Regions from separate parts of the Sus scrofa genome. Here regions 1, 3 and 4 are each linked to region 2. A link is a contact called in public Hi-C data. All regions are on one chromosome and are shown on one strand. Each heading gives the region's core, a stretch centred on a gene start, on an enhancer-like site or on the middle of the called end of the contact. The rest is flanking DNA. Distances are from core to core; before and after follow the strand shown.

Region 1 (6,728 bases), core at 3,354-5,853, 220 kb before region 2:
ATTTACTCTCTCTGCACTGCTTAGAACGGAAGTTGGTGCACAGTAACCCAATCAATACAGCTACTGTTCCTAGACTGAAGAGCTATTTTAACTAAGTTAATATCAGGCAAAAAGAATTAAGTGATTTTCAATAGTTATTTTTTTAAACATATACTTTTTTTTTTTTTTTTCTTTTTAGGGCCATACCTGCAGCATATGGAGGTTCCCAGGTTAGGGGTCTCATTGGAGCTACAGCTGCCAGCCATGGCCACAGCAATGCCAGATCCAAGCCGTATCTGTGACCTACACCACAGCTCATGGCAATGCAGGATCCTTCACCCTAGGGATGGAACCTGCAACCTCATGGTTCCTAGTCGGATTTGTTTCCGCTGTGCCACGACGGGAACTCCTATTAAATAGTTTTTTTTTCAAGTTATGTTAACCTCATAAATGGCGATTTATGTATTCATCCATTTGATACTTATTGATATCCAAATAATTTCAGACACTACCAGATTCACTTGGTAGTCCCACATTCCAGAAGTATAAATGAATTCTTGGTTAAATACTTTGAAATGCAAATTCACAAAACAATCTCTATTTTTATGCTTATCCAATTCTGTCACCACACCTTCTCCATTCCCTGGCCTTCTCCTCACCTTCAGTTTAAAATCCTTAAAAAACAGTGATGTCAATGTCATCACTTAAACCCTGCCTGCCGCTCCACCTCGTCTCTCCCCTCTCCTCCACATGCCTTTTGTCTGCACACTCACTGTCTCTTTTCCTCACACGTGCCAAGCTCCTTCCGTCCTTAGATTTCTCTTGTGCTGTTTCATTTGCCTGGACTTTCTCACCCCCAACTCTTGCCCTGGCTCATGTCTGCTTGGCCTCAGAGAAAGCCCTCTGACCCCTAGACTAGGCTACTAGGCTAGATCTCTTCATTGCTTGTGCTGTAATTATAATGAACTGATCATTGTTCACTGCATTCCTTCCCAGTAAAATCAATGAGGACAAAGACTCTTTTTTTTTGCTTTCTAGGGCCTTACCTGCAGCATACGAAGGTTCCAGGTTTGGGGTCTCATGGCAGCTACAGCTGCTGGCCACGGCCACAGCCACAGCAATGCCAGATCCAAGCGTATGTGCGACCTACACCACAGCTCACAGCAACGCCGGATCCTTAGACCACTGAGAGAGGCGAGGGATCAAACCTGCAACCTCATGGTTCCTACTCGGATTTGTTTCCACTGCGCCATGATGGGAACTCCCCAAGACTCTTCTGTTCACCAAGGAATCCCCAGTACCCTGCACATAGGTAGATATTCAATCAGTAGACATTGCATGAATGATTTTAATCTTCCCAACAACCTGCATTTCATGCAATGGAAAAGCCAAAGCTTCTAGTTGCCAAATGATGCATCCAAGCCATGCAGTCACATCTGGTGACTGACTCAAACTCAGGTCTGACTCCCACCAGCCCTTACTATCCCACACAGCTGCCACGTGATTTCTGCAAGCTATATGCCTGTCTATACACATCGTTCTCCATAACATCGATTACACTCTACCTCACACCCTTGGTGTCATAATGTTTTCTCTCCTAGTCTCTCGGCTTTTCCTTTCATTCTTGAACCAGTTCAAATCTTCCCTATCATATTTATATGACTTTTACTTCTCCAGCTATAATATGCTACATTTCATATTATTATGACTTCTTTTCTTTTCTACAACCCTGCAATTCCACTCTTAGCAGTATACTCAACAGAAATGTGTACATGTTTTCACCAAAAGGCATGTTGCGGAATTTTCATAGCAGTACTACTCATAATAACCTAACCCCAAACTGGAAACTATCTAAAGGCTTGTCCAAGTAGAATAGACCAACTATTTTATATTTGCACAATGGCATATTATCTAACAATAAGAATGAATGGTCTACAACTTTCTATGACAATATGGATGAATCTACAAACACAATGTTGAGGGAAAGAAGACAATTACACACTCTATGAGTCTATTTATATATATATATATATTTTTTTTTGTCTTTTGTCCTTTTTTTTAGGGCCGCACCATGGCATATGGAGGTTCCCAGGCTAGAGTCTAATTGGAGCTGTAGCCGCCAGTCTACACCCCAGCCATAGTAACACCAGATCCGAGCCACGTCTGTGACCTATACCACAGCTCACGGCAACACCAGATCCTTAACCCACCAAGCGAGGCCAGTGATCGAACCTGCAACCTCGTGTTCCTAGTCGGATTTGTTTCCGCTGCACCACGGCGGGAACTCCTGATTCTATTTATAAAAGGTTCTAAAACGGGCAAACGAATTTATAATATTTATGTTAGTTAATTCATACTTATAAATTAGTTAATAAATTATATATAGTTAATTTAAAAATTATTATAATACTTAATAATCAGGATAGTGGCTACTCTTAGAAGAACAGTAACTGGAGGAGGTGGCAAAGGTTTTCAGGGTGCCAGTTATGTATTCGTGTTTTGCTTGTAAAAAATCATCAGTATGTGCATTCAGGGTATGTACACTGTTCTTTATGTATATTACACTTCAATAATAGGTTTTATGAAATAGCTTCATATCTGTCTGTTTCTGACTACTTCAATTTACAGAGACCAGTCTGAAATCTCTCACCACTGTCGGATGTGCTGGCCACTATTTGCTCAGATTTACATGCCTTTACACTAGGCGTGTAAAGAGCCCACTGTGAATTGTTGAAAGTCGCAGTTAGAACAAAGAACTCCCAATGGTGACAACCCAAAATGTCTCCATTCATTGCCAAATGTCCCTTGGGAAACAGCTGACCTTGGTTGAGAACCACTGGCCTAAAAAGGCTCAGATGGTCCCTCACCTTCAACCCTTGCCTGCCTCTCCTATCATCTGACTCTGCCCCTCACCTGTACGAATGCAGCCACCTGACCTCCTTGCCATTCTCTGAATACACCAGACACACTCTCACCTCAGTTCTGCACTGGCTGTTTCCTCTGCCTGTAATGTTCTTCCTCCAGGTATCTGCAGGCCCACTCCCTCACCTCCTTCAAGGATCTGCCCTAAGGTCACCTTCTCAGGCTTTCCCTGACCTCCTTATCTAAAATTTGAATCCTTCATTCTCCCTGTCTCTCTACCTTGCTTTAGTTTTCTCTAGAGCTCTTATTACCCACTCATCTAGTTTAAAGTTTATTTTGTTTGATATCTGTCTCCCCTATGAAAATATAAGATCCAAAGGGGCAAGAATTTTGTTTTCTTCTATGCCCTGTGCCCAGAACAGTGGCTGAAACATAGTAGATGCTCAATTAAAACTTGTTGGGTAAATGAATGGATAAAATCTATAGCCCACTTTGGTATCTGACATGGATATGACATCCAGATTAAGACTTGATCACTGTGCCTCTTCTGTCTTACTGTTCTTGTAAACTCCACCCTCAAGATTAGTGTCTGTCCCTTAATTCCAGATGGCACCGTGACTTTGGTTGACTAGTGCTCTTGATCCCGGCTACTTCCTTCCTTCCCACCACCTATGGTCATGCTTAGCCCACCTGGGAGGACATTCACCTGCTCATCTCTCACCTCCACCTTCCTAGTGCAGGTTACCTGTCTGGATTGCCACTTCCCTGTTCCCTAGGTGCAGTGACCCTCTGCTATCTCTTCTTCCCTGCTCTGAGCCTGTACACTCTCCCCTTCTTCTCCCATCAACACCTCACCCCCACCTTCCCAGTTCTAACATGACCTACCAACATCCCCAACTCCACAACTTCCTTCTGTCAAAATCTTGGAAAAGTCAAGAGACGACATCTCCCTTTTCTCTGTTCACTGACCACGAAATCTGAAATCATGGGAGGCCTCTCTTCCCATGAAGAGCTTGCCTGCGTTGTCTTGGTTCCACTTGACTGTAATGCGAGCCAGCCCTTGGAGCCATAGAAACCTGACACTGTTCAAGAAGCAAACAACTCTAAATGCCAAGAGTCAAGATGCCTCAAGCAGAGGGGAACTTGGAGTCAAGGTTGGTCATCATTTTTATTGTGTTAACACGACATTAGGCAGTTTCTTTGGCAAATGTTACAGTAATATCAGCAGGGACTTCTCTGGATACAGTAGTTAGTTGTTTGTGATAATCAAGAGTCAAGTAAGCAAACATCTACTATTTCTACTTCAGGTTTGCCTGTATGCCTGTTGGGCGGAAGCATTTGGGAGCAAAACTCCAGATAGATCCAAAGTACAAACCTGTAAAGATTGGCAAAGCACTGCTCTTAAAACTAAACTTTTATCTAGAAAGAGATGTGTGGAAAAATCCCAAAGTGCTTCCTTAAACAAAACAACTGATTGAACTCTAAAGTATTTGCCTGTGATAAAACTGAAGATCATTCATCAAACGCTCCATGGAACCCATGATTTGAATTGACACCGATGACATAAACGGATATTCAAGTTTATAAGAATGTCAAGAATAGCTCAAGGAATTCAAGGACACTAGCTGAAAAGATGATTATGGTTTGGTTTCTGGACATCTGGCCATGGTATTCAGCCAACTCACTCTCCTCCCTCCTCTCTCTTCCCATTCTGATTTCTAACAGTTGTCCTACAGCTACCAAAGGAAAGAGCTGACAGAGATAAGCCCTCCATGCCCTTGAACTTTTCAGTGCCTGAGTGCTATGGGGGAGGGCAGCTGTAATCACTCCCACAATGGCCAGAGGCAGGACAAGAGTATGGGTTCCTGGCTGGTCTTCTGTTTTCTAGAATGGTCTGAAAATGATAAATACACTTGTTACTGGATCACCCCTGCAGAAGAGGAAATGTGATGTGAGAAAGGGCAGCAATGCTCCAACTGCATGGCCACACAAGTTCTATATGGATTATATGTATCAGCGCTATTTCTCTGCAGTCAGATGTTGAAATCTTCAATGCTAAAGTTAGCATCTAGGTAGAGTTTAAATAGTCTTCCCAGTTAGACCTTTTTTTTTTTTTTTTTTTTTTGGCTTTTTTAGGGCCACACTTTCAGCACATGGAGGTTCCCAGGTTAGGGGATGAATCGGAGCTGTAGCCGCTGGCCTACACCACAGCCACAGCAATGCAGGATCCGAGCCATATCTGCAATCTACACCACAGCTCACGGCAACGCCAGATCCTTAACCCACTGAGCAAGGCCAGGGATCAAACCTGAGTCCTCATGGACAGATTCGTTAACTGCTGAACCACAATGGGAACTCCTAAACCTTATTTTATTCATTGTGCTCCCTTTATGTTTTGAGCATTAACAAATAAAAGTAGCTGTTACATTTAATTGTTTTTAAAACCATATTAAAGAAAAAAAAATCTCATGTTTGGAATTTCCCAAGTCTCTGGTAAAACGCCCAAATATCTAGATCTTGGGAGAGTTCCAAGTTGTCTCAGAAAGGACTCCAAAGGGCTTCAGTGAATGGTGGCAGAATGCAAACATGTTGATCCTTGGTTGAGTCATTAATTAATGGCACGCTGAACACATGTTGTATGTAAGGAATCATACTAGCGCAGCATCCAAACAAAACTATAAGCAAGGGAGCCTCATGATACCATGGGGACAAGCAGAGGGAGTTTTCTTTATGTAAAAGAATAGGGTCATGGATAAACAACTTTACAAATAAACTTCCTTACCTTAACATTGCTCCATGAAAACAAGGCAGTGAAACTATGAGCCATAAATAGAAAGACACAGGAGAATCCAAAACCAGCTTTTGTCAAGAGACTCAAAGTGGAGCATCTTGTTTAAAATTCACAAGTCAGTAAAAGACACAATAAAGACCGAACTGCTTTCTCTCTGGGGCATTTTGAGAACTCTGTGGCAAATGACTCTCATTTCAGCCTTTAATAACAGATTTAAAGGGACATGAGATTGCCAACATTTTTCTCCTTAAACTTTATGCATCTATAGAAAATCTGGCTTCTTTGCAAACTAAATAATTGTGAATTTAAAGCAAGATTAAGAGGTATGTGTAGGAGTTCCCATCGTGGCGCAGTGGTTAACGAATCGACTAGGAACCATGAGGTTGCGGGTTCCATCCCTGGCCTTGCTCAGTGGGTTAAGGATCCGGCGTTGCCGTGAGCTGTGGTGTAGGTTGCAGACGTGGCTCAGATCCCGCATTGCTGTGGCTCTGGTGTAGGCCAGTGGCTACAGCTCCGATTAAACCCCTAGCCTGGGAACCTCCATATGCTGCGGGAGCGGCCCAAGAAATAGCAAAAAAAAAAAAAAAAAAAAAAAGAAAACACAGGTTCCTATGATAGCAATTAGTCCTAACTGCAGTCCATAACATTGGGTTCTCTGATATTTTCCCAAGAAGGAATAGGCCCAGTTTGCTTCCTTCAAACACTAAAATTGCTTGCTTTATTTGTTTTATATATTTTTTAAAAAATCCCCTTTGGGGGAAAGGGAAATCCAGTGTGTGAGCTCCCTTCCCTGTCAGATTGCTGATCCAGAGCAGGGAAGGTCATCAAGTCTCCAGTAAACTGATTGACTTTTCCCTGCCTGGTCCTCCTTGCCCTCTTTCCTTCTGGGAATAGCAGAAACCTTCTTCCTTTCAGAGAATCTTTGTGATTCAGTAGCTGTAACCCATTCCTGTCTCCAGAGATGAGTACCTGGCCCAACAGGGCAACTCTGACGACAACAACTGAGTCAAATGTTGGCCTTGAACTCAAGCCAGACCTATAAGGCCCACTGTGGGGATGACAAAGATGGTGGCCACCATCCTGCTCCTCAGGGAAG
Region 2 (6,455 bases), core at 410-2,909:
TGGAGCTGGGTTTTAAACACAAGTCTTGACCCATATGATACATCATAAACAGGACTCAGGTTTTCTTGGCTTCTTATTCCTATTCAGTAAACCTGCTGTTTTCACAAAATCAGTCTCACATGCAAGTGGGACTTTCCACTGTTTGCTAACAGATTGGCAGATGGTACTTAAACTCTCACTGAAACCCTTTTCTCCTCATGACATCCGTGATAGGAGGGTTGTCAGTGTCCTTGCCAGGCACAGAGCAGGACAGTACTCTGCTCATGTTTCCCGATTCCTTGGGGTCAGCCGAAATTGCACCAGCCTTTAGGCATTTGCAATACTTGACATGTTATCAGATTATATAACAGTCACCCCTCCCACCCCAGGCCCCCAGCAAACGTGCAATCAGATACATCAAATGACTTTTTAAAAATATCCCCTTGAAGCAATACAGCTACGTTTCTGGTGTTGCAAACCAACAAAGGCCCTCACAGCCCCCTCCCTCCAGGAAAATTAATAATACATAAGGGTTTTCAGGAATTGCTAGAAGTATGACACCCACCCTTTCTAGATTTCCCAGAAGAATCCTGATTTCTTTCTGACAAATAAGTTCATTAAGCATAAAATGAAATTTGCTTTGATTTTTAGCCCTTTGTAAATGTTGCGTGTCCATCAAACCATTCATCAGAAAAGGAAAAAAAAACCCTGAAAACCTGTGTTGGACCTTGCATCCTGATAGTCTGCTTGGAAACGTGGGGGCTGTAACTTCCCATTTTAGTGGGAAGAACGAACTAAAAGAGAAGAACCTGCAGACAGAGCACCTCCACCCAGTCCTGGTCCCTGGCTCCCTTCTACCTGAGCCCCAGGTCACTGACTGCGGGTGGTAAACACCAACACTGCACACACTCATGGGCAGTGCCCTGCTTTCTTCCCACAAAGCAAATTCCATTTTGCCTTTTGCAGAAGATGCATCTGACTCATTTTCCCCTCTGAGGGTCAAGTGATGACTGATTATGGGCCACAAATGCAACTGAGTCATGAGTGGAGAATCGCCAGTTGTGCCCATTCAATCATATTGAATTGCACCTTGAAAAAATAAGTTCTGTGAAACCCCAAACCCGCAAAAGCAACTTGACAGCAAGGCCCAGACCACAGCAGCCGTGGAGGGCATCTCATCCATCACTGTTCCCTGGGTCATTTTCCCTGAACCCCATCCAGCCCCTCTCGCTGCATCTCTCTCTCTTTTTTTTTTTTCCCAACTAAAAAAATAATAATAATATAGATATTTAATTTGGGGGGAGTTCTAAATACCATTTCTTTTTTATTATTATAGTTGATTTACAATATTGTATTGGTATCAGGTGTGTGGCATAGTGATTCAGCTTTTTTTTTTTTTTTTCAGATTCTATTTCATAGGTTCTTACAGGAAACTGGGTATAATTCCCTGTGCTACACAGTAAATCCTTGCTGCTTGTCTGTTTTATGTATAGTAGCTTCATTCCTCCCTTCTTTCTGTGCCTCCCTTTCCCTCTGCATCCCTGCGCCTCCAGTCTGGTCAGATTTGCGTGTAAATGTGCGAGCACAATTGGTTTCTCTCCTCCTCAAGGCTGCTGTCAGTTTCTGGCTGCATGAACAAGAATGTCACCAACAGCCCTGAGCCAGAGCGGCCTGTGCTCCCCACCCTTTCTTCCTGTCACCTTCCCGTTCACTTCCTGTGAGTTCTGACCCTTTCTTGGGAACATTAATTAACCATGATGCTTTTTTATCAGAATTCTAGGAAAGTGGATTTCCGTATGACTCACACTTCTGCAGCTTAAAGCGGTATTTACTACATTTAATTGAGGCAGATGAGTTTTTCCCTAGATGCTCACTGTGTGGATTTACAACCATCTGTAACCATTCTGGGAAAGAAAAAATAAAAATCAGCACCACTAGTTCTTCAGGAGGCTTTGCCATATCACTAAAACTCTGAGTGAAAACATATGGGATGCTTATTTTAAATGATCTCATAAATGTCTCTACCACAGAATACAACAGATTTCCTTTATAATGCTTGCTCGGTTTGAGAATAAAGATAACACCACCCCTAGAAATTGTATTCTCCCACTCTTTGCTTGATAAGAGAGTGCTTTTACAGCCTATATTGTTATAAACTCTAAGGGAGTTTACAATGTATACAATCATGAGCTTGTTAAATAAACTATGTAAATTTATGTGGAGCAGGGTCTGAATTAATTCAGGCCTAAATAAATCAAACTCTAGCGAGACCATGATTTAATTAAAAATTGACAATATGACTCATGGCACTTAAGTTTACTGATGTTTACTGCCAAAAGAAGCATCATTGTTATGACAGAGATAAATGCTAGAAGGGTTGATAGATTTCTCAAGGTTAAAACAGATAGAGGTATCAAGATGAATGTGGCATGGTTGAGAATTCCCGTAATTGCTCAAATAAATGTTGTTTGGGCAGTTTCAGACCAAGTAAAGTCACAAAGCAGTCATGAAAATCCATAAATGTGCATCTTTATTTTTCAGCTTTCCTCCCTCTAGTTTAGGTTTTTGGTTTCTCTTTACCTTCTTGTGAATATATCTCTATATAGGTATAGATATCTAAATATTTAGATATAGAGGTCTTGTGAATTTTTTTTTCAAAAAAATACATAATATATATTCAAAAATATATTATTTTTTCAAACTTAATTTTTGTTCCTGTTTTAACCGTATGTTTCTCTTTCTTTCTTTTTTCTTTTTTTGCAATATGTTCCCTGTTTAGTGCCATCCATATTTGTGTCTCAGCTACTTGTGCAAGTTTGTTTATGAGGCTTCTGACCTGGAACAAATGCAAATGATCTTTCAACTGGCTAAGGGCCCTCTTTGGCCTGCCGTCCCCGTCAAGGCCCCAGGACCACTGGCAGGTATTCCTGCTCGGGAAGCAGATTTCAGGAGAGGGCGGCGCCGGGAGGCGTGCAGGTGTGTTTCTGAGCACACATGCGCAGTATGCATGCACACGCTGGCGTACTTGTGCTTATGGAGATAGCGGGACAGTCTATGAAATCCAGGTTCTCCCAGAAAGCTAAGGGCACGCAGCCTCGGCCATCACAGATCTGTATCTGACTCCCAGCTCCAAACAACGCAGGTGGAAATGAGGCTGTGGTCCCACAAAGACACCGAGTAAGCAAGGTATGTTTCCACCCTGGCTCTCTCCTGTCTTTGCGCAGCCCACCCCTGCCCCACCCATGACCGGCTCCTCGCCAGCATTCTCTCTCAGCGGTGGTGCCCTCTTGCAATGGATTCCTTCACAACTTTTCTAATTAAAACCTTTCCACCACATTTGTGTTTTAAGGAGAGTCTTGAATGCCTTCAGGCAAAAGAGTCAGTAATTTAGGAGTTTCTGGCCTCTGGCAGCGTGGAAAGGAGATTATCCTTTAGAGTCAAAAGTTCCTTTGGTGTCCCCCACACCATCCAGGGTTTCTTGGACCTGTGCTCCCCACCTCCCTTGCAGCAGGGCCCGCTATTCCTCTGCAGCAAGCAGGCTCTGAGAGCTGCAGGGACGGAGAAGGGAGACTGGGAAACACTAGGGATCTTGGGAGGACAAGGATCAGGGTTTGCCTAAGCCTGACCTTGCTCTCGAGATGGGAGGAAGCTGGTGTAATTTTTGAATTATTGCCCTTCCTTTTATTTTTTTTTATTTATTTTTTTTTTTTATTTTTTTTGCCATTTCTTGGGCTGCTCCCACCGCATATGGAGGTTCCCAGGCTAGGGGTTGAATCGGAGCTGTAGCCACTGGCCTACGCCAGAGCCAGGGCAATGCCGGATCCTTCACCCACTGAGCAAGGCCAGGGATCGAACCCACAACCTCATGGTTCCTAGTCGGATTCATTAACCACTGAGCCACAATGGGAACTCCTCCTTCCTTTTATTCTTGAAGATGAGCATGGTCCTTCCTCTCTACATTCCGGAACACCTTTCAGGAGATTCAGATGGAGAGAAACACAATATTTAGCACCAAGATTAAGATCCTCCAGAATGTGCCTCAAGGATAGCCAAAACCCAGGGTCTAGAAGCTTCCTCACTGCCAGCTGTGGTCAACCAAGGAAGGTGAAGGGAGCGAAAAAAAAAAAAAATGAAACAGTTCATAAAATGACTGAGGCCAGAGTCCTGGAAAATAGATCGCGCCTCCTGTCAGTGGATCTGAGGATTCTGACTAACTGAAGGAGAATGACAGCTTCTCCCTTCTTTGGCTTCCTATCCTTCCACAGGAGGTGGCCACCGAGCAAGGCCGGTGCATTAGCCAATGGCGCCACCTAGCAAAGCTAGAGGGAACTCAAAAAACTCTGAGCTCGGAGGTTTTAGGGGTTTTTTTTGTTTGTTTGTTTTTCCACATCCAGAAAAGGGGGTTTCCATTTCATTCATGGAGTTCTGGGAAATGGAATTTGTATAAAACCTTTATTGCACATGATGGAAAACATTTATTAGCGTCTAATGAGAGAATCTGGCCTAAAAGCAATTGTAATAAAAGAAGAGGATAAGAATTTCGTTCTCTAAACTTGCCATTTTTTTTTCCTAATAACAGCTATGACTATGCAGCTTTTGCTTCAAGAAGAACTTGATTTTGCCTTAAGTTACAAATTCTGCCTTACATTATAGACTTGTTCAATGACCAACAGGCACTCGTTCTCCTGTTTTCTTTTCTTTTCCTTTTTTCTTTTCTCCCCCAGGACAGGTTTAGCTTTGGATAATGTCTAGAAGTCCTGAAGGGAACCAAAACGCATCAAAGACAGATTCTATGGGTAAATTTAGATACCCAGTCAAGGGACGTTCTGACAATTTATGATGTCGCTGTGGTTCACCATCCACCCCCCACACACGATGGGTTCGGGAAAGTAAGATGAGATGTCCCCTGCCCCAACAAACCCAGCCCGATGAAGACACACATGCTAGAACTGCAGCCTATCAAGAGAGCCAGGTATACCCTGGCTCCATAAACTACATGGCTCTGCCCAAGAAGTTGGAGCCTCCCTTCTCATCTGAGATGGATAAAGCACTGAGGAAAACAGACTCATGGTTGCCTCTAAAGCTTCCAGGCAAAAGTTGTTTTGGTGACCACACTGGGAAGAGACAGTCTTTGCCTTTAAAGACTCAGGAGAGCACGAATGTTGTAAACATGGTCTCTGGAGCCAAATGCCTCCTGCCTCAGTTCTCAATACAATGAGTATAATTCTAATATTGATTTCATAAGGTTTGGGTGAAGATTAAATGAGATAAACCATATAAGGGCTTCAGATAAGGCCTGACACATAGCAGGCACTTAATAAATATGAAGTAATGTTTAATTATCCTAGAATATAAAGGAACAACCTGAGTTTTCTTGCACTGAAGCAGTCTTTGTTTATTAGCATAGCAAATTGTGCCTGTGTAGAAAAGCTCAGTGACAATTTCTTTGGATATCCCCATATAGGCAGCAGAAACAGGAGGTATACAGACAGCTTTTCCAAACATTTTTTAGGAGAAAGTGTGCAAAAAAATTTGAAGACCACTGATCTATCTCAATAAATGTCCAATTAATGCTGTTAGCTGATTGACAATCAGGGTTTGGTCCAAACCACAGCGCCATCTCAGGTTGCTTCCAGTGAACTTTCTTGAACAGTCCTATGGCAGTATAAGGCTTCCTATCATGTCTCATTTATTAGTTTGTAAGTTTCTTGAGTGCAAGCATCCTGCGTGGCCACTCAATGCTCTCAAACAACTAGAAAGTGTTATGCTGGAATCCTTTGCAGCGCAGCAGGTTAAGGGTCTATGTTGTCACTGCAGCGGCTTGGATGGCTGCTGTGGCGAGGGTTCAATCCCTGGCCTGGGAACTTCCACCTGCCTCCAGCATGGCAGAAAGAAAGAGAGAGGGAGGGAGAGAGGGAAGAAGGGAGGGAGGAAGGAAGGAAGGGGGAAAGAGTTAAATCATTTTGGATTAAATACCTAGACAATTTGGAAAGCGGTGCTTTTTCTGAAGCATAATGCTATGCTTAAGGGTCAGATATTATTAGTCAACTAAGTTGACCCTATAGTCAAGTGAAAACAAGTCTTAACTTATGGCGCATATCTTAAGGGTCAGCCTCTATGTATTGTGATTGACTCTGAGCCATTATTGTCTTCCATCAATGCCTCACAAGGATCAAATTACAACACAACAGCCCATTTCTTAGGAAGTGGCAAACTGATGCCTTTTCCCGCAAAGTGTGCCTGAAGAATTTACCAGAAAGCCTGACATGGTGAGTTATGCCAGTGGAATAGCACTTTATCTTTAGGAGACATGGAATAAACATCAACATACAAGACTTTTAAAGATGAAGCCAAAGTGCAATGCTTTCCTGAGCTTCACTGACAGAGATAAATGAGGCTATGCTCAGGCCCTGGTGGTGGGAAAAATGGCTTGACAAATTTTGAATGTATTGTATCTCTTCATGTGGCTTTTTTAT
Region 3 (6,501 bases), core at 3,936-6,435, 180 kb before region 2:
TAAGCATCTACTTCCTATCACTATAGATTAGTTTGCATTTTCTATAATTTTAAATAAATGGAATCATGTAATATGTACTCATTTCTTTGGTCTGGGTTCTTTCAATCAACACAACTATTTTGAAATTCACTCATTTTTGCCTATATAAATGATCCATTTTCTTTTATTACTGAGGATTATTCCATTGTATGAATATACCATTGTTTGTTTATCCATTGAACTGTTGATGGACATTTGAATTGTTTCTAATTTTTGCCTATTACAGATAAAACTGCTCTGAACATTGTATACAAGTCTTTGTGTGGACATACACTTTCATTTCTCTTGGGTAAATACCTCTGGCACTTTCGAGGGACGTAAAAAATGGTACAGCCACTGTGGAAAACAGTATGGAGGTTCCTCAAAAAATTAAACATAGGAGTTCCCATTGTGGCTCAGTGGGTTAAGGTCCGATGTTGTCTCTATGAGGATGTGGGTTCAATCCCTGGCCTCGCTCAGGGGGTTAAGGATCTAGCATTGCCACAGCTGCGGCATAGGTCTCAGATGCAGCTCAGATCTGGCCTTGCCATGGTTGTGGTGTAGGCCACCAGCTGCAGCTCTGATTTGACCCCTGGCCCAGGAATTGCCATATGCTACAAGTGCAGCCATAACAAGAAAAAAAATTTAAATAGAGCCATATGATCTAGCAATTCCACTTTGGGGTATATATCTTAAGAAAATGAAAACAGGATCTTGAAGAGATATCTGCACTCCCACGTTCACTGCAGCATTATTCACACTAGCCAAGACAGGGAAACAACCTAGGCATCCATGGATGGATGAATGGATAAAGATGTGATTTTTGTATCTATATCTGTACACGCAATGGAATATTATTCAACCATGAGAAAGATGGAAGTCCTGTCAGTTCCAACAACATGGCTAGACCTTAAAGGTATCAATCACGCTGAGTGAAATAAGTCAGACATGGAAAGACAAATACTATGTAATATCACTTATATGTGGAATCTAAAAAAGCCAACCTCATGGATACAGAGAGTAGAATGGTAGTTACTAGAGGCTGAAAGTTGAAGAAAATAGGAAGATGTTGGTCAAAGGTACAAACTTTCAGTTACAAGATGAATAAGTTCTGAGAATCTAATAAACAGCATAGTGAATACTAACAATACTCTATTTCGTACTTGAAAAGTTGTGAAAAGAGTAGACCTTAAATGTTTTCAAAACATTTTTGTAATAACAAAAAGAATTAGTTATTACACATTAGCTAGCACTAGGGTGGTAATCATTTTGCAATTTTAACCCTAAATTAACTTGTTAACTGTATAAAATCAACACTTCAAACTTACACCATGTTACATGTCCATTGTATCTCAATAAGGTGAAAAACAATACACATTAAAAGAAAAAAAAACAGAAGAAGAAGAAACTCTCAGACTTATTTCCAAGGTACAGTCTTGCACTCCCAGGAGCAGTGTATGAGAGCCCCAGTTTTCTTTTTTTGTTTGTGTAGATTTGGATTTCCATCTGGTATCACTTTCCTTCTGCCTGAAGGACTTCTGTTGACACGTCTTGTGATGAAGTTCTGGTTTGCTGGTGATGTATTCTTTCAATTTTTGTATGTCTGAAGGTCTTTATTTCACCTTTGTTTTGGAAAGACAGTTTTGTGATTGACAGCTCCAGGACTTTAAGGTACTGTCGCACTGAGGTCTTGTTTACATTTTTTCTGATAAGAAATTCGCTGCCATCCTTTTGTTTTTGTGTCTTATTTTACTGACTGCTTTGAAGATGTTCTCGTCTCTGGTTTAGAGTAATTTGATTACAATATGCTTTACTGTTATTTTCCTCATTGTTTTTGTGCTTGGAGTTCATTGAGTTTCTTGGATCTGTGGGTTTCTAGTTTTCACCAAATCTGGAAACTTTCTGGCTATCATCTACAAAGATTTTTATCTGTATTAGTTATTGACGGCTGTGTAACAAGTAACTCCAAAATGCCGCAGCTGAAAACAAGACACTTTCTATCTCACACTTTCTGTGGCTCAGGAATCTAGGCACAGCTTAGGTGGGTGCCTCTGCCTCTGAAGCTCTCTGTGGTTGCAATCAAGGAGCTATTGGCAGATGTCAGAAGATCTGATTCCAAACACTCACATCCTTGTTGGCAGTCTGGGTTCCTTGCCAGGTAAATCTCTCTGCAAGATGGCCTTATGATGTGGCATCTGGCTTCTCCAGAAAAAAGACAGTCGAGAGAGTGAGAAAGAGGGTTCCCAAGATAGAATCCAGACTCTTTTTGTAATCTAGTTTTGGAATTTATATCCCTCACTTCTGCACTATTTCCTTTATCAGAAGTGAGTCAATAAATTGACCCCGAACACAATAGATGGGGATTAAGGATCATGAATGACAGGAAGCAAGGGTCATTGAGGGGCAGCCTAGGGGCTGCCCACCACTCCACTTTTCCTTTGCGAACTGCACTTACACATTTATTAGGCCACTTAAACTTGTCACAGCTCAGCGATTCTCTGTTTGTTTCTTTCTCTGTTTTTAAATTCACTATTTTCTCTGTACTTCATTTGCATCTTTTTTTCCCCCTTTTTATGGCCGCACCTGTGGCATTTGGAAGTTCCCAGGCTAGGAGCAGAATTGGGGCTGCAGCTTCCGGCTTATACAACAGGCACAGTAACACCGGATAGAGCTGCATTTGCAACCTATGCCCCAGCTTGCAGGAACACAGGATCCTTAACCCACTGAACGAGGCCAGGGATTGAACCCACATCCTCACAGTCACTATGTCAGGTTCTTAACCTGCTGAGCCATAAAGGGAGCTCTGTCTGTACTTCATTTTGGATCACTTCTCTTGCTCTGTCTTCATGTTTATTAATCTTTTCTTCTAAAATGTTCAAACATCTATTAATACAATCCAGTGCATTTTTCATCTCAGACATTGTGCTTTTCATCTTTAAAATTCCAATTTGGGCCTTTATTATATCTTCCACATCTCTAGTTAGCTTTTCAAACATATGAAATAGAGTTATATTAACTGTTTTAATGTCCCCTTGCTGACGATTCTAACACCTGTGTCAATTCTGGGTCAGTTTCAACTGGTTGCTTTTTCTCCTCATAGTTTGCTGCTTCTTGGTACTTCTTTACTAGATGCTACACGTTGTGACTTTTAACTTGTTGGATGTTGGATATTTTTGTATTTCTATAAACCTTTTTAGCTTGTTTAGGGACAGAGCTAAGGTACTTGGAAAGAGTTTGAGCCTTTTGGAGTGCTTTTCAGATTTGTTAGGTGGGGAGTTCCTGCTGTGGTTCAGTGGGTTAAGAATCTGACTGCAGCAGCTTGAATCACTGTGGGAGGTGCGGGTTCAATCACCAGTCTGGTGCACTGGGTTAAAGGATCAGGCATTGCTGCAGCTACAGCTCAGATTCACTCCCTGGCCCAGGAACTTCCATATGCTACAGGTGTGGCCATTAAAAAAAAAAAAAAAGATTTGTTAAGTGGGAATGGAAGTGTTCAGTGTTCAATAAATAAGGCTAACTACTGAGACAAGACCCCTCTGTGTACCCCATGCCATTCCCCATGAATCACGATGGTGTTCAGTCTATAACGTAAGAATAGGCATTATTGCTGGCTCTTATGGGAGCTGAACATTGTCATCCTTTACCCTTTTGGATGGTTCTCCTGGTCTCCAGTAGTTCCTCACATGCCTGAGCTTATCAGCTACACACTTATGCAAAGGAGCATCTTTCTCTGTGGATCTCTCTCTCCTTTCTCGTGTGCTGCCCTGAGAACTCCAGCTGCCATGGTTCCTCCATCTCACCACTATCTCCTCAACTCAGGATCTTCTCTGGGTTTCTCTTCCCTGCCCTGTGCCCTGTAAATGATCTCAAAGCAGTGAGTTGGAACAATTATAGGGATCACTTTGTTTTTTTCCTGTCTTGCATAGATCATTACCCTTTGTGGCCTGATAGTCAGTATCTTGAACACTATTGTTTCACAATCTTTTAAGGGTTTTGGTTGTTTCAAGAGAGAGAGTCATTTTGGTCACTGTTCCTCCATCTTGGCTGGAAGCAGAAGTCTGGCCTCCAGGCAAAATTCTTCGAGTGTTGCTGGTGTTCGAGGCATGCTGGTGTCTATCCTTTCATTCTTTATAATGGCTAGGGATAAAGGAGAAACCCTTGTGTGTATGGAGATAGGTGAGGGAGAAGGAAAGAGGATTAATGTCCCCCCCATATTTAGAAGCTGCTTTTCACCACCCCCACCCACATATCATTTCTATAAAACTTATCTTTCATGCTGTCATTGGATTTTTGTGTGTGTGTGTGTGTCTTTTTAGGGCTGCACTCAAGGCATATGGAGGTTCCCAGGGTAGGGGTCTAATCGGAGCTGTAGCTGCCGTCCTACACCACAGCCACAGCAACACCAGATCTGAGTCACATCTACAAACTACAGCACAGCTCACAGCAACGCCAGATCCTTAACTCACTGAGTGAGGCCAGGGTTTGAACCTGCATCCTCATGGATACTAGCCAGGTTCATTAACTGCTGAGCCAAGACACGAACTCCTGTCACTGCATTTTCATCATAGGTTATCCATCCATGGTTTTGAGGCCCACAGATGTTCAAACCTTTGGCCCACAACCTGGCACTATGTTAAGGCCAGACTCTGGCTAAAGATGTCTTAGAAGATAATCTTTCCTGGTTCATGTCCATGCAGCTAAATTAAGCAGCTGATTCATCTCTGGTAGTTACACCAAACCATTTGGTGCTGTTCACCACTGGCCATTAATATGTCAGCAGCATCTCTGTATAAATCCTATCTTCTGCCTGTGTAAAGAATACTGATTAGTTTGACTATACCAGAATCCAATTAGCATTCCCTCTTCTCATCTAATTTTTTAAATGTAATTTTGTTAATGTGAATTTTAACGGTGATTTATGGTAACTGCATCCCTTTACCTTCTCATGTAACTAGAACGAGATCCCTTCTTCTTTTTTTGAGGTCAAAGTCCAGCAAGAGCTGCCTTGCTCATAATTCTCATTCTTTTCCATTTCCGGCTATAATATTTTTGTGGTATTTTTAATCCTCTACTTTTAATCATTCTTCACTGCACCCCATCCTCAAGCTGACTTAGTCTGCTCTTAATGACAGACTTCGCAAAGCAATGTTTCCTGGAAAGGCTGCTCTTCATTAGCCGGGAAGGACAGGAAATATTCATGTCAATGCTCTGAGAACCATCGCCTCCTACGACCAGAGGAAGAGAGTTCGCACCAAGTTACGTAACCCAGAGGGTCTGGTGAATGCCCTTGTCAGGACAGGGGGACAGTATCAGCTTAAAAGCAGCTTGGACATTTCTGAAGGGGGAAAGAGAGCCTTGATAAGCCTATCTGATTAAATATTGTTTCTGCCCTGGAATTTGTTATGAATCTGACATTTGTCTCAGTAATACACTGACTTCCACAATCTGCAGAGATAAGTACCAAATAATTACCAGAAAAATCATGCTGCAGTGTGGGAAATGGCACCCTCCCAATCTGAAGGAGCCAATGTGCATTCCCAAGCTTTTACTGGAGAATCACCAAAGCACGTAGGAGAAACAGATGTGACAGCCTTGAGGCGAGAGGAAGCTTTTTGGAGCTCCAAAAATTTGAGGCAATCGAGATTGTTGTGGTTAAGAGCACAAGTTCTAGGGCATGACTCTCTGGTTCAAACCTCAAATCTACTACTTTATAGCCGTGTAAACTTGGGAACATCACACCGCATCTCTGCCCATCAATTTTGCCTCCTGTGAGATGGAGATGTAACGGTATCTGTGTCACAAAGTTGTCCGTGACAACTCAATTACAGTAAGTTCATACATGAAAACACTTAGACCAGTACCTGATATGCACCAGTGTTAGCCACTATTTTTCTTTTTTTAATTAATTGAAGTATGTTGATATATAACATTGTGTAAATTTAAAGTGTACAGCGTGTTGACTGATACATTTATATACTGTACAAGCAGACCTCAGAGATATTGCTGAGCTGGTTCCAGACCAAGGAGATAAAATGAGTCACAAGAATTTTGTGGTTTCCCAGTGCATTTCAAAGTTATCTTTACACAAAAAGTTTGCAATGGAATTATGTCTAAAAACAAAACTACATACGTTAATTAAAAAATACTTTGTTGCTAAAAAATGCTAACCATCATCTGAGCCTTCAATGAGCTGTCATTTTTTTTTTTTTGCTGGTGGGAGGATCATGCCTCAATGTTGATGGCTGCTGATTGATCAGGGCAGTGGTTGCTGAAGGTTGGCGTGGCTGTGGTGATTTCTTAAAATAAGACAAAAATGAAGTTTACTGCATTGATTGACTCTCTCTTTTTTTTTTTTTGGTCTTTTCTAGGGCTGCACCCACAGTATATGGAGGTTCCCAAGCTAGGGGTCTAATCGGAGCTGTAGCCACAAGCCTACGCCAGAGCCACAGCAATGTGGGATCTGAGCTGCGTCTGCGACCTACA
Region 4 (6,851 bases), core at 2,034-4,533, 150 kb before region 2:
TCCCCTTTCTTCCTCCCTTGAGCTAAATAATTCCAAGGCCTTTATATCAGCTTCCTTCTTACGTTATTTTTCCAATCTCTTAATCAGATTTCCTGGTCTCCTCTGTGCCTTTCCCAAGGTCCTCTGTGGGCCCACTTGCACCTGATGCCCAGAATGGAGCCTGGTAGTGCTGGAAGGATCTGGTTGAAGGGATTTCCAGCTGCATCGTAGCTGGGAAAACTATCTTGCAGCGAGAGTGCAACTTCTGCTACAGGCCAACATCCATCTCGGGACACTCCTTTAAGAACTTAAAGCCCATCAGGGCTACTTATCAGGCCTCTACCATGCTGTCACCGTCCAGACAGCACCCGCTTGCTCAGAAATAATCTTTTAGTAATGAGCTTCCACAAAGACCTTCAGCTTATCTTGTCTAAATATCAGATACGAACGACTTGGCTAAATTAGCGATTGTCGAGCAGTCTTTGACAGGCATTTTGCGCAGGAGAAAGTAGTTAGCAGGCAACTCGAATGCCACAAACAGTGCAGAGACTGTAGGAACTGCTTCATGCCACTGGAACTGTCAGCGCCCAGGAGGCTTGGCGGGATCAAACCACCGGTTGAATGCTTGCATTGTGTGGTCCTTGATTCTCACTTGGCTGACCCAGGCGCACAGACTCTGAGACTGACAGGGCCTGAAGGGCCCCTCTGGATGGGCTAACGCAACCCCCTCACCTCTGAATGACAGGACTAGACCTAGGCAGCATCTTCCTGTCAAGACAGGTCTTAAGAGACCATGGAACAATGTGTCTTTAAACATCGTTTGGGGTTTCAGCAAAGCCTATGCCTCTTTCATCTGATATGATTCCTTCCAAAAAGCAAGAACTGTTCCTATCTTCTGGATCTCTTTCGACACAATCACTTTAATAAGGCACTAAAGAAAAGTGAGTTTAACGTCTCTTTAAGCTGAAGTCGTCTTTAAGGAGGCAGATGAAGCAAGCACTCCGCATTTTTATTCAAGCTTCAACAAGCTGCTAAACACTGCATCTTACCTCCAGCTCCTTTTACAAAAGAGCTGGGTTCTGGAAAAGTCTGGGAAGTTGAACTATCTCCCAAGACCAAGGGGGGTTTGTTCTTGAAATGATCCCTGCAGAAATCTTTTTGCCAAAGAAAGAATTCCTCATTCCGCCCCCTTTTCTTCCTTTCTTTGATGTTTTGTTAATTATCTTTTCAGATATGGTGGTGCAAAGTGAAGGTTCTTCATACTGTGTCCAAGGCTGGAGTTTATACTAAAAAAGAACAGGTGTCTGGCGAGAGGATGTGGAAGCATTTCTTTCTTCTACACAGACTCTCCTTCTGAAGAGGTTTATCTTCTTCCCCGCCTGCCGCCCCCTCCCACACTCAGTTCAAATCCAAGCTTGACTTTCTCAGATGGCGAGATGATTATTCCAAAATCAGTGCAGTCATGACCATCGCCTTCCCTCTCGTTCTGAGCTTCCGTGAGCAAATGTTCTGAAAACGGGGCTTTGCTTGGTCAATCACACACACTGAAAGTACATTTTTGTCCTGTCATCAACCGATAGCTTATTCCTGACAACAAGAATGCCCCAGATCTTGTCAGAAATAGAAGCACAGAAATTGAAATCATGTGGCCTCCCCCTGCAGAGGTTTTAAATGGGGCCAAGAAGGAACAGGCTTCATACTTGAGGGGAGTGTCACCTCCAGGAACCCAGTCTTTCACTCAAAAATATCTGGTGTTCCTCTAGCAGAGAAGTAGCAAGGAAGCCCAGCAAATGACGTTGACTCTTCCGTTTACATTCTCAATGCTGTGTTCTGACAGACCTGGCCCAGGAAGTCTCCCCAAGCCTGGGTGAACCAGAGTCATGGGGATTTGTTTAAGCCTCTAAGCTAAAGTACATTGCTTCCCTCCCTATCTCCTTCCTTTTCTTCCTCCCTTTTTTTTCTCCCTCTCTTCCTTCCTTCTCTCCCTCCCTCCCTCCACTGCAGTGATGAAGAGTGAATAGGAGGGAACTACAGTCCCGGGAAAACCCTGTTAGTGATGTGGTAACAAGAGAATTTATCAAAGTCTCTGGCGGCCAGCTGATGCCAATGTTATGCATTGATTCCTTTTATTTTCTCTAGAAAAAAATGCCTGGAAGGCAGAGAACAGATCCTTTCTATATGAGATGAGATATTAGCAGACGGTGGGAGGTTGATAAACAAAGTCAGCGGAAGTTGTATAGCATTTGTTGGTAGCCTTCCAAGTTCCCATACACTAACTTGACCTTCCCAATTTCCATGTGGGGATTCATATCATCTCAGGAGGCTAATCTAGGCTAATCTGTGTATCCATACTCCTTTCTACGCAGGGGTGAGCATGCAGCTTAAGCTAGTCCAACAGATTCTTAGCACTTCTGTTGGGAACCCTGGGACTCAGATGCCCTCTCCTCTGCATGTGAATAAGGATGCACATATTATATACACCAGGAGCTGCGAGCTGCGGTCCTGAGATGAAAAGAATCACAGGGCAAAGTCAAGTTCATGGAAGGCAAAGCAGACAGAAAGGAATCAGGTCTGTTTTGACATCCTTAAACCACTGGGTTGAACCTTACTTGAAACCAAAACTAAATTTTTCAGTCATGTTGAGCCAATAAACCACTCTTTTTGTTTAAGCTGAGGTGAGTTGAAGTTTCTTAAATACACAACCCAAATATTAATAATTTAGAAAATCCACATCTTTGACTAAAGAAAACAATGTAGGGCAGTAGGCGTGCACATGCACACTCATACACACACACACACACACACACACACACAGCGAGCCCTTGGCCTCTGCACAATGCATTAGAATTCTTTAGAGGATACGCATTGTGTAAGACACATCCTTAATGTGGTAGTCTAAATGTAAAATAAAATCAATGCATATGTAAGTGTTAGAAAATAATATGTAAATGGCATGCGGTGGTGCAAAATGTCGTGGTTTCAGAGAAGCGAGACGGTCAAGGAAAGAGGACAGGGGCTGCATGGAGGAGGTGAGGTGGAGGCAAGAACATGCAGGAGGCAGTTGGATGAAAAAGAGATAAATGAAGGAAGAAGCTTGAGCTAAGAGACCCTGAGCTCCAAGGCATCTTTAAGGGACTGTGACCCTCAAAGCCACAACCTTCGCCAGTTTGCTTTATGTAGCAGTATTTAGCACAGCTTCTGGTGGGGCAATAATAACAAACTGAAACTGACCTTTACTAAGAAAACCAATCCAGGCTCTCTCTGGGCACACTCCGTCACTTACTTTCCCATTTGCAAAAGTCTGGGTGAAATTCAGCTGTCTAGTCTCTTCCTTTTTAGGTCCCTGCATAATTTCTGCCTCTGAGTTACAGGAAATTTCTTTCTGAAAAGCCATTTGGAGACAGATTGTAATATAATGCTCTGGAACATTCCACTCTAACAATCGATAAAGGCAGCACTCACTGCCGAAATCATCAAACACAGGATGGAATCTAATATGCACAGAGCTGATATTTTAACTAGACTCAAGAAGCTCACTTATTCTTTGCTCGAAGCTGTGGCTCGGTTTGTTTTCCTGCCTTTGTCTTATATTTTTATATACTCTTAAGGTCAAGCTTTTTGAAGTAGCTTATAGTTATTTTATTCTATTTTAGTTGTTCAAGGCTGCAACCGAGGTCAAATCTACATAAAAATAAGCAGGCTGGCAACCAGCAAAGAGTATGTTATTCTAGGAAGAAATAATGTGGCCATCATGACCCTGGATCTCCTTGCGCCCTCCTCACACTCTCCTTTTGACTCTTTAAGGAAGAGGCTGAATGTTCACGGTCAGTGTGTGCCAAGCAAACCAGAACTGCTTTCTTAGAGAAGATAAGCTTTTCTAGTAAAAAGACATCCTGTCCATAATGAATCACCATGGGGTGGGGGATGGGGATCAAATGGAGACATCATTTTCATTCTATTAACTGGAGTAGGAGCAAGATGGAAATGTAGCGTTTCTCAGGGAATTCCCTGGCAGCTCAGGGGGTTAAGGATCTGGCATTGTCACTGCTGTGGCTCTGGTTATAGCTGTGGTGCAGTTTTGACCCCGGCCAGGGAACTTCAGCCAGCAAAACAAACAAAAGCAAAAAACAAACAACCCCCCATCCCCGGTGTTTCTCGTTCTTCCTCTTGTCACCATGATTATGCTCACCTCCCCTTCCTTGAACTGTTCTCTGTGGTTGTGCGCCACGATCCTTGGACCAACCTTCTGAGCTTGTGCCTAAAAATCACTTTCGGAGGATGCTTAGTATGTCTTAAATGATAATGAGTCATAAACAATAACATCCTCTGCATAAAGTTTAAAAAAGTCATTCTCGCTACGATGATTGTTTTTAATCTTCAGAAAATATGAAGGAACTTACTGCAACTCAAAGAAATAGGGTCCTTCAAATAGTCCATGTAGCATTCAGAGCTTTGATAAAGGGCTTCGGGTGTTGCCTTTAAGTGAAAACTGGTGTCACTACGATGCAGCAAATGGATGTTACTCTTCCCACAATCCCACCCAAGCCCTCCCATGCCTGCGCCTACCATCGCCACCTACATACTCATAACTACAGAATTCGAGGAGGACAGTGACTTCAGATCCTTATGACAGAACCAGGACCAGGGATGTTCAAAAATGTGATGATAGAGGAGTTTCCGTCGTGGCTCAGTGGTTAACGAAGCCGACTAGGAACCACGAGGTTGTGGGTTCGATCCCTGGCCTTGCTCAGTGGGTTAAGGATCTGGCATTGTCATGACCTATGGTGTAGGTCGCAGATGCGGCTCGGATCCTGTGTTGCTGTGGCTGTGGTGTAGGCCGGCGGCTACAGCTCCGATTCGATCCCTAGCCTGGAACCTCCATATGCCGCGGGAGCAGCCCAAGAAATGGCAAAAAGACAAAAAAAAAAAAAAAAAAAAAGTGATGATGGAGCAAGGATTTATTCTCATGGGAGTAGGTATATTAAGAAAGTGTCATTGCCCCAGGCCATTGAAAGACCAGTATGTCTCCAAAAATACTGAGGACACTAAAGACCCAAGAGTGGTCCAGATAAGGGCACTCCCTCTAAATCCTTACCATCATTAATTAGGAATAGAATACAATGGGTTACTACTTAGAAATAAAAAAGGAATAAAGTAAATAAAATAAAAAGGAATGAGCTACTGATATGCAGTACAACATTGATGCATCTCAAAATGATTATGCTCAATGAAAGTAGCCAGGTTCCCTTTATACAAATTTCTGGGAAAATGTAAACTAATCAGATCTGTAGAGCAGATCAGTGGGTGTCTGCAGCAGGGAGGAAATGAAGTTGGGGCACCAGAAAACTTTTTAGGCTGGATCATAAAATCATTATATTCCTTGTGGTGGTGTTTTCACAAGTGTATTCATGCCTCAAAAATGCATCAAATTGTACACATAAAAAATGCACTTTATTGTTTGGTGCCTCAACACACCTGCTTTTAAAACCCAGTGATGGAACAACGGGGGAGTTGACAAAGAGAGAAAAAAAGTCAACTGAGGGACGATTTCTCCTAGGGCAGCCCAGACACTTTATTGAAGTGCACCTCCTTAGAGTTCCAACCTAGTGTCTCAAAAATGAGATCTTGTTCTGCTACTTTACTTTATATCTCTAGAAAAGAACCATACCTAAACCACGGTGCACAAGACAACCCTTCTTACTAACCTATTTCAACATCTAAGGAAATCCTCTCTTACTTTTTGGGTGGGTCCCATAGCCTACCAACCATGTACACATTAATAATATCTTTCTTCTGGTTACTTAATGCTCTTTACTGGTTGCTATATGAGTTTTGATAGGAGAGGTTTTACAACTCTCAGTCCTCAAATAACGCATGTGATTGTGGGAAGATAAGTGAGCATATGGACAACTGGTTTGGCTCTTTCCAAAAAATCTACGACAGGAAAGAAAAAGATAAAAACAAATGGAAGATGGAATTCCCATCATGGCGCAGTGGAAACAAATCCGACTAGGAGCCATGAGGTTGCAGGTTTGATCCCTTGCCTCTCTCAATGGGTTAAGGATCCAGTGTTGCCATGAGCTGTGGTGTAGGTCACAGACACAGCTTGGATCTGGCATTGCTGTGGCTGTGGCTGTGGCCGGCAGCTGTAGCTCCGATTAGATCCCTAGCCTGGGAGCCTCCATATGCCACAAATGCCGCCCTAAACAGCAAAAAAAAAAAAAAAAAAAAGAAAAAACACAAACAGATGGAAGATAATGTAACAAAGAAATGCAATGAGAGGCCCTTGGTGGGATCACTGATCAATCAAATCAATTGTAAATAGACTTCTTTAAGACAGCTGGGAGCTTTGAGGTATAAGTGGATGGAAAAAGACATCAAGGAATTTCTTGAGTGGGAAAATGGCATAGCTAGACATGAAAATATCTACAATGCTTGGAGATGTGTAAAGAAGTATGAGAGGGAGATATGATTGAGGCCTGGGATTTGTTTTAAAATTCTTAGCAGAGAAAAGGGGGGATGGCATGGAGCAACTGAGGCAAAACTCTTAATAATTGTTGAATCTGGGTGATGGCATTGGGGGATTCGGTAAACGATTTTCTTTACTTTTACATAAATTTAATTTTTCAAAGACTTTTAATTTTAAAGACTTTGTTAAAGTACTTGTCATACTTTAGAAAGCGGAGAAGGGTATGAATCATGGTGATGACCAAAGAAGAAAGGAAAGAACTGAGCTGCAAATGAGCAAATGGGTTGAGGGGGTGGGGCTGGGTGTGTGGATGAGGGTGGGGGTACGGAGCTGCCTCAGATCTATTTCTAGAATTGACTGAACTCGCCTGAGTGACCTTGGAACAGTTGGAGAAAGTGCCTGG

The links. A called contact is a pair of places that touch in the nucleus more often than the background predicts.
Region 1: a contact with region 2 is called in a Hi-C map of liver, with 5 times the contacts expected there. The contact joins two enhancer-like sites. A contact is called at or near these places in 3 of 47 Hi-C or Micro-C datasets (liver and skeletal muscle).
Region 3: a Hi-C map of liver shows a contact between it and region 2, with 5 times the contacts expected there. The contact joins two enhancer-like sites. A contact is called at or near these places in 2 of 47 Hi-C or Micro-C datasets (both in liver) and 1 of 2 datasets of contacts at active chromatin or transcription factors (skeletal muscle).
Region 4: a contact with region 2 is called in a Hi-C map of liver, with 2.0 times the contacts expected there. The contact joins two enhancer-like sites. A contact is called at or near these places in 8 of 47 Hi-C or Micro-C datasets (embryonic fibroblasts, epiblast stem cells, fetal skeletal muscle and 4 more) and 1 of 2 datasets of contacts at active chromatin or transcription factors (skeletal muscle).

Annotation. Positions count from the first base shown.
Region 1 is chr16:23,782,393-23,789,120 of Sscrofa11.1, forward strand. No RefSeq gene overlaps it. Among named protein-coding and RNA genes, the nearest start is that of OSMR, 260 kb to the right of the region's middle. Within about 2 kb of position 4,604, at least 8 of the 83 cell types and tissues checked have an H3K27ac peak or open chromatin away from gene starts, as enhancers often do. A contact at or near this core is called in liver, where this site is marked.
Region 2 is chr16:24,006,147-24,012,601 of Sscrofa11.1, forward strand. The region is part of intron 3 of LOC106506470 (a long non-coding RNA gene); the gene reads right to left. Among named protein-coding and RNA genes, the nearest start is that of OSMR, 32 kb to the right of the region's middle. Within about 2 kb of position 1,660, at least 4 of the 83 cell types and tissues checked have an H3K27ac peak or open chromatin away from gene starts, as enhancers often do. A contact at or near this core is called in liver, where this site is marked.
Region 3 is chr16:23,826,661-23,833,161 of Sscrofa11.1, forward strand. No RefSeq gene overlaps it. Among named protein-coding and RNA genes, the nearest start is that of OSMR, 210 kb to the right of the region's middle. Within about 2 kb of position 5,186, at least 6 of the 83 cell types and tissues checked have an H3K27ac peak or open chromatin away from gene starts, as enhancers often do. A contact at or near this core is called in liver, where this site is marked.
Region 4 is chr16:23,852,863-23,859,713 of Sscrofa11.1, forward strand. All of the region lies in intron 4 of LOC106506470 (a long non-coding RNA gene), which reads right to left. Among named protein-coding and RNA genes, the nearest start is that of OSMR, 190 kb to the right of the region's middle. Within about 2 kb of position 3,284, at least 4 of the 83 cell types and tissues checked have an H3K27ac peak or open chromatin away from gene starts, as enhancers often do. A contact at or near this core is called in liver, where this site is marked.